2 separate regions of the Bos taurus genome follow, and region 2 is linked to region 1. Evidence: chromatin contacts called from public Hi-C data. All regions are on one chromosome and are shown on one strand. The core of a region is the stretch at or near the end of the contact, and the rest is flanking DNA. Distances in the headings are between cores, read along the strand shown.

Region 1 (5,824 bases), core at 2,711-5,210:
AAGGATAGAGATAGGTCTGCAAATCAGAAGAAACGCTGTCCCCAGGCAGGTGGGGCCCCTGGATGTTTTTTCCACCTGTGCCTCTCCCCTCCCCCCAGCCCCTCTCAAGGCCCTCTGGGCAGAAGGCTCTGCTGGAAGTCAGCCAACTCCTCCAGTTCTGTTGTGCTCTCAGAGGGGATAACTTGAGATCCTATGCTGTAGCTAGCAAATTCACTTTCAAACATGCCCAGTTGGAGGAGATCTGCCAAACCATCAGGGAAAGCCAGTCCTCATCCCCTCCTCCAGGCAAAACCTAGCCAGGTAATTCCAGTTCCTAAGTGACAAAGGATATCAGAGAAAGTGTTTAGACCATCAGACATCTTGGAATGTAAGTCCCAGGAGAGCAGGGATTTATATTTTGCTTATCACCATATTTCCAGCACTAGAACAGTGTGTAGGCACTCAACAAACTCTGACAGCCCAAGAGGTTCTGTGATTAGCTCAAGTTTGCCCAAGCAGGGTCAGAGTTAAGCCTAGAACCCAGAAACAAAGAAAGAAAAGAATAATTGTTGAGTCTTACTATGTGCAGATAACCATTTCTTTAAATGTATTCCTTACTTCATCTCTTACCACACATTATGTGGTGGCTACCACTGTCATCCTCATTCTACAGAAAGCTTATCCAACAGGTCACAGAGCAGCAGTGTTCATCCATCCATTTGGCAAACAGTTACTAAGTGTCTGCTATTTACCTGGCCCCATATCCAGCATGGGGGATATAGTAGTGAACAGGAGAGACATGGAGCTGATATTCTAAGGTGGGCGACATCCAATCAGCCAGCAAGACCCAGACTGACAATGTACTCGCCAGTTAGAATACATTCTACAAAGGAAGTCAATGGAGGGAGGTGACAGAGAGAGACGGGGTAGAGGGAAAGGTCTCTGTTGGGTAGAGTGGTCTGAGAAGGGCTTTTTAAGAAGGGAACATGTAGACTGAGGACTGAAGGATGAGAAGGGTACCCCTGCGATGAGCCTGAGGAAGAGCATTCAGAAAGAAGAGCAAGTGCAAAGGCCTGAGGGACAGAAGGGCATGGCGAGTGGAAGGACCAGGAAGGGAGCAGACAGAATGGTGAAGAGGGGGCCTGGGCTGAGTTTCACGGACAGCCAAAGGTCAGCTCCCTTTCCCCAGGAAAACCTAGGGATGCTTTCCCTCTCCCAACACTTTCTTAGGATGTTTCTGGAGCTTGTTCTCTATCCAAACAAGGAAATAACCCCAGAGAAAGGAAGGCATGGAATTCAGATGGGGAATTTCAGGATGGAATTGTGTGCCCCAGCCCCTTAAGCCTAAAGAGAATCATTCCAGGTTGAAGCAGGAGGGAGGAACCTCCCTGAGAGGGGTTTCTGGGAGACAGAATGTTCCAGGGATTTCACACAATGCTGGGGAAGCTGAGGAAGGGACGAATACAGTCAAAGCAGACAACACAAGTGAAGGGGAGGCAGTTAAAAATCCATGAAAAAACACACTTAACTCTCCATGAAATACAATGTATCAAATATAAAAACTGGTTGTGGGACTTGCCCTGTGATAAAGTGGTTGAGAATCTACCGTGGGAAGTAGGGGACGTGGGCTCAATCCCTGATCAGGGAACTAAGCTCCCACATGCTACAGGGCAACTAAGTCCTTGTGCCACAAGTACTGAGCCTGTGCAGTCTGGAGCCTGGCCACCACGACCTAGAAAGTTGGTGTGCCCCCAGGAAAAGCTCCCACGTGACGTAACAAAGATCCAGTGTACTGCAACTGAGAGCTGATGCAGCCACACAAATAAGACAATGTAAACCTTAAAAAAAAAAAAAGATTGTGCCATGGATAATATTTGCATAGTAATAATTTATTCAACAAATATTTATTGAGGACCTTTTCTATGCCAGACCCTTATCTGGCTCTGGGGACATATCAGGGAACAAAGGCAAGCTGCTTCCTCTCAGGTAACTCATATTCTAGTTGGGAAGACTTGTGTATTTAAAAAAGAATGAGGTTAGTTTCATCTTGCATCCTTGTTCTACAGACCAAATAAATACACCTACTGCGTTGTCTGGAAGAATGCTCACTACAGGTTTACTGTGGTTATTCCAAGGGGTGATTTCTTGCTCTCTTTTGAGTGTATTTTTTCAAATTTCCTAACATTTTATAAAGTATATAGTATTTGTGCAAAACATTAAATCACTGCTTTGTAAAGAGAAATCACACTGCTTTCTGTGCAAAGCAGAAAGCACTAGCTGGGGTGGGAGCTTAAGTCATGTTTATGACTTAAACATGAAAATCATCTCTAACCTGGTGTGCCCAATTCTCTTTTACCACCTCCCAGGACCTGGAGAAGGACAAATTTCTGGGAGACCTTAGTATTTTCTGTTCTGCTATGCTGAGTCTGTTTCCTTGACTCAAAAGATAGGGCAGGGATACCAGCTTTGTTGGGAGTTGGAGCAGGCACCCTTCTATGCCGGAACACGCTAAGCACACTGGTTGATAAGGCTGCAGCTCTCTAAGTGTATAACTGCATTCTGAGTGTGTGAGGAAGGGCCTCACTGTCAGTGCAGCGGGGTCAGGGCAAAGGTCACCAACCAACACAATTCCCTTTGCCTCAAATGGATTCTTCCAGTGTGGCTTCATGAGTGCTTCTCTGATGTAGCATCACTGCCATTTTGGACTGGATGATTCTGCGTTGTGGGTGGCCTTCCTGTTCATAATAGGATGTCTAACAGCATTCCCCGGCATATATGCAGCAGGTACTCTATAAATGGCTGCTTAGAATTAACTGAATGCAGGAGAACATCTCTCATCCAGAAAAACGCCCTGTCAGATAGCCAGTCAGATCCCATCTCCTCTACCCTATTTTTCCAGGTCCTGTGCAAATGCCACTTCCTCCACGAAGACTTCCTTGATTGCCCCCACTTCTAGTTATAAATACTCTCCCATGCAACTCTGCCACTCTTTAACATTTGTCATTGTCCTAAGTATTTATATATGTGTCTTATCCCCACTATTCACAAAGTACCAAGGTGGCCACTATCTTACCCATAAAAATGATGTTCTCTAGCATGCATATTTGACATTTTCTGAAGCATATACAAAATTGAAAGAACTTTCACAATTTGTATTCCTTTGAAATATACTACCAAAGTAAAATTTTATTTTAAAATGTATTAACAATATTTCTTGTAGGCTTAACAGGATCCAGGGCCTGTCCGAGAAAAAACTTTCCAGATTAACTCATTTTATCCTTACAACAACCCTGTGAAGTAGAAACATTTCTACCCCCATAGAGAAGGCACAGAGAGGTTAATTAACTTCCCGGCTGGCTCAACGGTAAAGAATTTGCTTGCAATGAAGGAGACCCAGCTTCAATCCCTGGGTGGCAAAGATCCCCTAGAGAAGGGAATGACAGCCCACTCCAGTATTCTTGCCTGAAGAATCCCATGGACAGAGAAACCTGGAGGGCTACACTCCAGCAGATCGCAAAGAGTCGGACATGAATGAAGCGACTTAGCACTCACTGGTCTATGAAGTGGGCAGAGGTCAGATTTTTAAACCAGGGAGGCAGTCTCCTGTCTGTACTCTCCTAGCTGCTTTAATCTATACTGGCTTTCAAGCAACCTCAAGACCTGCATCCCACTCAGTTCACAGCAGAACTGCAGCTCCCAAAGCCTTTCTGTATAGAATTCTCCACCAACGGGTCACTAAGCTGAAGTCTCCGATGTCAGGGACCTGGGTTATGCATTCACTACGTTGCCCAAGGGTTAAGCCTCGTGCTTTGCATTAAACAAGCTTTCTATTTCTGTTAAAAGCAGAGATAGAGCAATGCAGGGAAGTTCTTCCTAAAGTCTAACTTCTAGTCATTTCCCAAGCCAACAGAAAAGGGGAATCTGCGGCTGCAATCCGTGACCACCAGGTGGCGCTCGCCATTTCCCGAGCAGGAGGGCGGAGCCGCCGCAGATCACAAAGAGCATGTGGACGCTCGGGCGCCGCTCGGTTGCCAGTTTCCTGCCCCGCTCCGCGCTCCCGGGCTTTGCCCCTACCCGTGCCGGGGCCCCGCGGCCGGCGAAGGACCTCTCGCTCTCCGGCCTCCCGGGCCTGCGAATCGGAACCGCCAAGGCCCCGGCGCGTAGCCAGTCCGTAAGTATCCGCGCCGGCAGCTGCGCAGGCCGCACGCCGGGAGGGAGGCCGCGCACGCCGAGGACGCGCCGGACAAGCGCACTCGCCCCAGCTCCGGCGGGGCCGCGCTTGGGCGGGGAAAGTGCGGCGGCGCGCGGCTGAGCAGTGCCCAGTCTCCGTTTCTCCCGGTTACTTTTGCACTGTTTTCCGCTTTCTTGAGAAAAAGGGCGATTGTATCCTGCGGTGCAATTGCGGGAAAAGCAGGAAAGGTGGGCGGGGACTGACTCTTAGGGGCCAGTGATAGTTCTAAGCTTGTCACTGCTCTTTTCGAGAACTTAAATTTAAGTAATAATATATGCTAGGTACTATAATATACATATAAGTATTCTATGTATAATATTAGCATGCTATGAATATAGAACTACTTAAGTCAAATAGTGTATATATCAATATAATGATATAAATGTGTACTATCAGAGCGATGCTTTCAAGCATGGGCTTTTATGAACGAAATGCTTTCATCTAGCGAGGTGAAGATGTCAGAGTTGCGGAGCACTGCAGCTAGAGCAGCAGGGCTTTTTGGATCGGGCCTGGGTTCCAAATTCTGGCTCCTGGACTCAGCAGAGGTACCTCGAGGGATGGCGGAACCCCTCTGAGGCCTGGCTTGTTTTTCTGGGAAGAGATTACCGCTGGCATAGGTTTAATTAACATATATAAAGTCTTAAGCACTTAATTTCACTTCTCTCCCCCGGGTTACAAAGAAATGCCTGACCCAGTTACTCCACGACTTGGAAGCCCAAAGGACTATGGGATTAAGGAGGTTACACGGGAGGATAGAGGTGATGTTTAATCAGGGTCTGCAGATAGCAGGAGGTGGTGAGCGGCCTTCAGGAGAGAACTGAATGGGCAAAGGCGGGAAGGCAGGCAGGCAGAGATCAGCTCTGAGTGGCTGGTCCACTGGATGGACTGTGGGTAGTGAAAGGGCAGGTGAAATCCAATTCAAATTGTTCATGGAGCTCTGGAAGTTGACTTTAGGCTTAACCCTTCCACTGAGGTGTGCTATTTGACTGTGTTGGAGATATCCCTGGGATTGGTTGCCTACGCTCAAAGTTGGAATCACTGACTTCTCTTCTCAGGAAAACCAGGCAGTCAGGACCACGCTGGTCACAGGTGCCCCTTCTACAGAATGCACATGTTCATCACCCTGTTCCTTCTGTGCTGCTCTTGCCTGGCATGGTGCTGCAGTGGGCGTTTCTGTGTGTGTGAACAGAGTCTTGTCTTGGGTGAAGTCCTCAGGCTGGCCTTGCTGAGTGAGGAGCCAGCAGATACTCAACTCATTTGATGCCAAGAGTGGTTGTGCCCGTTTGTCCTCCCAGAAGTGGATGAGAACTGACTCACTCTTCAAGCTTTCGGTTTGCCATAGCCCAGGGTGACAAGGGGACCCTGGGCTAGCCTCCCTGCTGGCCATCAGGCCAAGCCTCACCAGAGTGGCCTAGGTTGGGTCATGTCCAGGGTCTGAGCTGGAGCCTGTGGAACTACCTAGTATTTCCTGCAGCGTCTCCCCTTAGCCGGCCTTGTACCGAGCTCACGAAGTCACTGAGCCCTGGACACTCGAGTGGGCAGACCTGCCACAGACACACAGTCCAGGGGCTCCAGGTAACCTTGGCAGCAGGAGGGTTGGCCTCGGGGGGCTTA
Region 2 (5,856 bases), core at 3,248-5,747, 120 kb after region 1:
AATGGCCTTGGACCAGCCAGCCTTGGGGTTGAGAAGAATTTTCATTGAAAATTAAGTGGGCACGGTAGAATGATTATCTAAGATGATTATCTAATGATTATCTACTGAGTTCATGTCTTCATCCCAAATCCAAGGGTCAGGATCAGAAACATAGACTCAGAGGTCAGATTCAACACCTGTTTTGTGGGTTAAAAACTTGTTTTACATGGCCCTTTAAAAAAAAAAATTTTTTTATTTTTTGGCTGCACTGGATCTTCATTGCTGAGCATGGGCTTTCTCTGGTTTTAGTGAGCAGGGGCGGTGTTCTCATTGTGGTGCAGGGGTTCCTCATTGTGGCTTCTCTTGTTGAGAAGCACGGGCTGTCGGCGCACAGACTTCAGTAGTTGCAGCACGTGGGCTCAGTAGTTGGGGCTCGTAGGTTTAGTTGCTCCACAGCATGTGGAATCTTCCCAGACTAGAGATCTAACCCCTGTCCCCTGCAGTGACAGGAGGATTCTTAACCACTGGACCACCAGGGAAGCCCTACACGGGCTCTTTTTAAGGTTCAGAAAGAAAAGAAATGTTCCCTAAAGCAATTTAGAACCTACTTCATCCCTACAGGAACTTTTATGATTACCCTTATGAGTAGAAGCTCTTTTAGCTAGCAAATTTATGAGGGTCTGATATGGTACCTCCATTAAAAATTTTGCAAAAGTCATATAATAGCAATGGAAAAAGGTTATCAGGCACTCAGTCCCACTATCTGCTATTGGCAATAGCTAGTTCCAGGTTTGAAGGCTACCTAGGAAAGGAGCCAAGTAAATCTACGCTGCCCGTGTCACCGTATGAGGAAGAGAGTTCTGAGGTGGAAAGTACCAGCGTCTACTTTCGCAGCTTCGTTAGGAAATGCCCTTCCTAGAACGTGGCCTCTGACTGTTAGAACCCAGGCAGGCCTGCGTGGGCCTTCCCCTAATAGTGACTGTTTCATACTGGCTTTTTAAGGGGACTAGAGTCTCTTTCCGGAGAAGGCAATGGCACCCCACTCCAGTACTATTGCCTGGAAAATCCCATGGACGGAGGAGCCTGGTGGGCTACAGTCCATGGGGTTGCTAAGAGTCGGACACGACTGAGCGACTTCACTTTCACTTTTCACTTTCCTGCATTGGAGAAGGAAATGGCAACCCAGTCCAGTGTTCTTGCCTGGAGAATCCCGGGGACAGCGGAACCTGGTGGGCTGCTGTCTATGGGGTCGCACAGAGTCGGACACGACTGAAGCGACTTAGCAGCAGCAGCAGAGTCTCTTTTATCCAAAGCCACATCAGCTTCAATAACCTGTGAGCTCAAAAGGGCGATGCAGGACTGTCATTGGAAAACCATCGATTAAGTTTGTTATGCATTTTCTCTTGTCTTTTTTGCTACCTCCTAACCAGTCCATTCTAAAGGAGATCAGCCCTGGGATTTCTTTGGAAGGAATGATGCTAAAGCTGAAACTCCAGTACTTTGGCCACCTCGAAGAGTTGACTCGTTGGAAAAGACTCTGATGCTGGGAGGGATTGGGGGCAAGAGGAGAAGGGGACGACAGAGGATGAGATGGCTGGATGGACATGAGTCTGAGTGAACTCCGGGAGTTGGTGTTGGACAGGGAGGCCTGGCATGCTGCGATTCATGGGGTCGCAAAGAGTTGGACACCACTGAGCGGCTGATCTGATCTGATCTGTTTTTTCCCCAAGTGTGTTGTACAGACAGACTGTACAGGGAGGAACATTGCCCATTCTTTAATTACCGTGCATTTCTCTTGTGTAAATAAAAAACGAAAAGCCAGTCTGTAAATTCATTTATTTCATGGATAGTTTGCTTAGAATGGGGCAAAAATAAGTATTAAGTAAAACAGTGAGTTTGATTTAAGAAAAATAGTAAATTATCAGGATGAGTGGAGTGAGAATAAGATAAAAAATTGTGAAGAGAGCCCTTGAAATCTGAGATTTGGAAAATACTCTTAAATTGTGAGTGTGACATTTAGGTATGGAGAGCTAGGTATACCTCAACCACACCTTCAGAAAAGTCACCACAACATGGCCCAGAAAAGACAGGAAAGTTGAACTTGATGGGCTTTATGTCTTAATGTGTGTATTGTGCCATTGTCTACCCAGACAGTGTATTTGTGAAGCTATTTAACGTATTCCGTAAGTTTCATTCCCTTCTCTGCTTCCCATGAGCCATTCTGCAGTTTTAAGGTCTGTTGGTGTGACATTTGCAATAGGATAGCGTACTCCAGTGTTCTTGCCTGGAGAATCCCAGGGACAGGGGAGCCTGGTGGGCTGCCGTCTCTGGGGTCGCATAGAGTTGGACACGACTGAAGCGACTTAGCAGCAGCAGCAGCATGAAAAGAGGGGAAGAGCTTTGGCACTCCTGGAGGACATACCTCTGTTACCAAATGCATCTTAGTCACCATTCATCAGTGCTTAAGAGTAGAGAGACCCAAGCAGCCTCCCATGCAATGCATCTAACTCATTAAAAATGAAGCTCATAAAAGTGAAGTCGCTCAGTTGTGTCTGACTCTTTGCTACCCCATGGACTGTAGCCTACCATGCCTGAGGAGCATCTCAGTCCATGGAATTTTCCAGGCAAGAGTACTGGAGTGGGTAGCCATTCCCTTCTTCAGGGGATCTTCCCAACCCTGCAGGCAAGACGCTTTACCGTCTGAGCCACCAGGGAAGCCTATGGTCTGTAAACTATACTTTAACAAGGATTGTCATTGGAATTGTAAGTCTTGAGATAGGGAAAAAGCACCCTGCTATGACCTGGAGAAAAGAGCAATTGAGGTTCTTTGTGGTCAGTGAATAAAACCAGGACAGAAAACACTTTGTTTCAGTCACCAGAATCCCTAATTCTGTGGGTGTGCACAGTTTTCATGAGAAATCCTAGGCCTTCAATTAGTAACTTGTTCTTTAGTCATTTAAAGTCAGTAAAGATATTTGTTTAGTGCCTCTGCCAGATGGTTAAAGTTAAATCAGGTCTTTAATCTTAAAAACCATGCAGCTTCTCTGTCACTTACACATCATGGTGTGTTGCAAACCATAGCAGTATAAATTTTGACGATAATGAGTGTTTATTTTAGCTTTCAGGCTAAATATTTTGCCTGATTAGATTATAGATTATAGTTTCTACTTATATTTCTGTTCCCCCATCATCTTGTGTGTGTGTGTGGGGAGGATGGGGGAGAGTTTGGGGGTATTGATAGTAGTGGTAAAAGACTATTGATAGATCTTTTGAAAATAAAATATTTGTTGGGTATTACAGGAAGCTCTTCTGACCCCAGGATGTCAAATTATACTATTAATCATGGCAAAAATCTCATGTCACATCCTTGAGTACAGTTGTTTACTGAATTTTACCCATATGCACATGTAAACACGGATTTCAGAGTTAATCAATGCAGTAATTATTATTTGTGTCATAGACTTTACTCAGCCGTATGAAATATATGCATTATGTTCACAAGAGAAAAATGATGTCGTCTTTGGAAACTTTAATTGTAGAATGCTTCATCTGACACCCTATATAAACACAGGACTAAATATATAGTTATGTTTTTATAGTTAGTGACAATATAGTTAGAAGTCAAGCGGCATTTAGAAGGAACATATGTAACACACTGTGGAAGAAAATTATTGGGATAGTCTTGCTGGTCATTAAAGCGTTGGACAGGACTGAGCGACTTTCACTAACAGTTATTAGGCTGTAATTAATAGGTAACGATTAGAATCCAGTTGTAGGTTTTGTTTTGTTGGCCACGGGGCATACAGGGTCTTAGTTCCCCTACCAGGGATCGAACCTGGGTCCCTTGCAGTTAAAGTGCAGTGTCCTAACCAGTGGACCACCAGGAGAGTCCCAGAATCCAGTTGTATCTTTGCCATTGTATATGTTAGAAAAAGCTTTGTTAGAGATGAGAGAATACCGCAGATACTCTAGGTTTTGTCACTTAGCTGAAGGTGAACTGGGGAAATAATGCATTCTAGTCATCAATAGGATTTAGTGAACTTCTCTTCTAGGACTTGTAGCTTCGTGAACCTTTGTTGTTCTGATAAAATAATGTTCCGTGTGTGGTTGTTTGTTTCCATTCACTGAGAGACATCCTAGGTTGTGGGGTTTCTTCTCTGCCTTCTTTTGCAGCGGGCATCTGAGAGGTTGCGTGTGCTGGGCTCAGCAATGGGGAGGAGGGATGATGTACCCATCAGGGGCTACCAGCCCATTCTCCATCCTCGGACGGCTGTCTCCAAATATATCTAGCAAAGCAGAATGAAGTTCTTTGAAGAAATAAGTATTAGCCAAACTAGCCATTTCTGCTTTCGAAAAGGATAGTTCAGAAGAAACTTCCTGGTGAGCTCATTTTTAGTTGCTCCCTTGTCCTTCTTCCCTCAGGCTGAATCAGTTACCTCCTGGCCTGTGATTGGTTAGTGTACACACACCAGTGTTTATTTGAGCCCTTATCACATCTGCCTTATGCCAGTCATTTCCTGTCAGCCATGAGCCCCTCCCTGGTCTGCGTCATCCCAGACACTGACGGGTCACCACGCACATTCACTGAAGTACTGACCACATTTTACTGACTTGATTTGGGGAAGCCTTATTGAATAAAATAGTAAGAATGAAAGACTCATTGAGAACTTAGAAAAGTGGATTCCTAGATTCCTGACATTGATAGAGTGACTGGATGATAGTTTGCCCATAAGAAAAAAATAATGTAGAATTTTTATTAATATACAGATCCTTTCTTCGATGGTGTATAAGCTGTACTAAGAATTAGCTTGGTGACTTTAGCTAAGGCATGTAATTCTATTAATAATTGTCAGTTACTTTCTGGGGATAACTATACTTGATCATCTCTGAAGTCTCATACTGTGCTTAAGATTCTCAGTGTCCAGTGTAAAGCTAGAGAACATTCTAAATTTCTGTTGGTTCTTGTCACCTTGAAGTGCTTTCATACTCCTTAGACAAATTGTGTGTGTTTTCTTTCTCTTTGTTTTCTCTTTGAAGATGAGATTCAGTGCAGTCTGTCTGCAAAGCAGTGTTTTAAGAGTGGCTGTCTTGTTTAGCTCATGAAGTGATGGAAAGATCTATTATTCAGTTGCAGCTTAAATAATGTACCAGCTCAGTAGGTACTGAATTCTCTTCCTCACTCTGCAGCCCCAAGTCAGCAGCTGCAACCATCTCACAGAACTTCTTGAGAGTTCTTTTTCCTTCCTCTTCCTTTTCCCCTCCACCCTTCCCAATGAAAGCTGAATCCTGAGAGCCTCCAGTACCCACTCCCTTCCCTATGGAATCCTCTCCCAGGAGCCACGATGCCTGTAGCATGGGCACAGAAGGTAAGGCAGGCCTGTCACTAGGAGCCCTTTCTGATTTGTTCTTCACCAGTGTACTGGAGACGGCCTCCTGGTGACTGTTGCAAGACCTCTTTCACTGTTACTGACTGACATGAAGTCACTCTCCGGCAGCCACATTTCATAGATGCCTCAGGCACATGGGATTTTTTCTGCCTAACTTCAGGGAGAGCACTTCGCCTGCCTTGGTCGGGTCTGTTTAGTGTCTGGGTGAGTTTTAAGAGGGGAGAGAGATTTGTGGCATCTCAGACATGCATTGAAATTTTCCAGAAATGCAACTGGAAGCATTTGTGCTTTTCCTTCTGTTACTGTGAAGAGTCTAAAAACAGGCAAGTGGCAATATGTTGAAATCAAGAGGTAATGAGTTCACTTTGAACATCAGTGTTTTTTCAGATTTTAATCAGAGGCCGAGAAGGAAATGGCAACCCACTCCAGTATTCTTGACTAGAGAATCTTGTGGATAGAGGAGCCTGGTGGTCGCACAGAGTTGGACATG

Evidence for each region. A called contact is a pair of places that touch in the nucleus more often than the background predicts.
Region 2: a Hi-C map of liver shows a contact between it and region 1, with 2.7 times the contacts expected there. A contact is called at or near these places in 5 of 11 Hi-C or Micro-C datasets (8-cell embryo, blastocyst, liver and 2 more).

Annotation. Positions count from the first base shown.
Region 1 is chr8:45,218,694-45,224,517 of ARS-UCD2.0, forward strand. It overlaps FXN (frataxin), which reads left to right and starts at 3,961. Exons shown (of 5, transcript NM_001080727.1): 1 at 3,961-4,150. The coding sequence starts at 3,983. LOC101902390 (a long non-coding RNA gene) reads right to left here and starts at 3,873. Exons shown (of 7, transcript XR_235552.5): 1 at 1-3,873.
Region 2 is chr8:45,337,049-45,342,904 of ARS-UCD2.0, forward strand. The region is part of intron 1 of TJP2 (tight junction protein 2); the gene reads left to right. Among named protein-coding and RNA genes, the nearest start is that of TJP2, 26 kb to the left of the region's middle.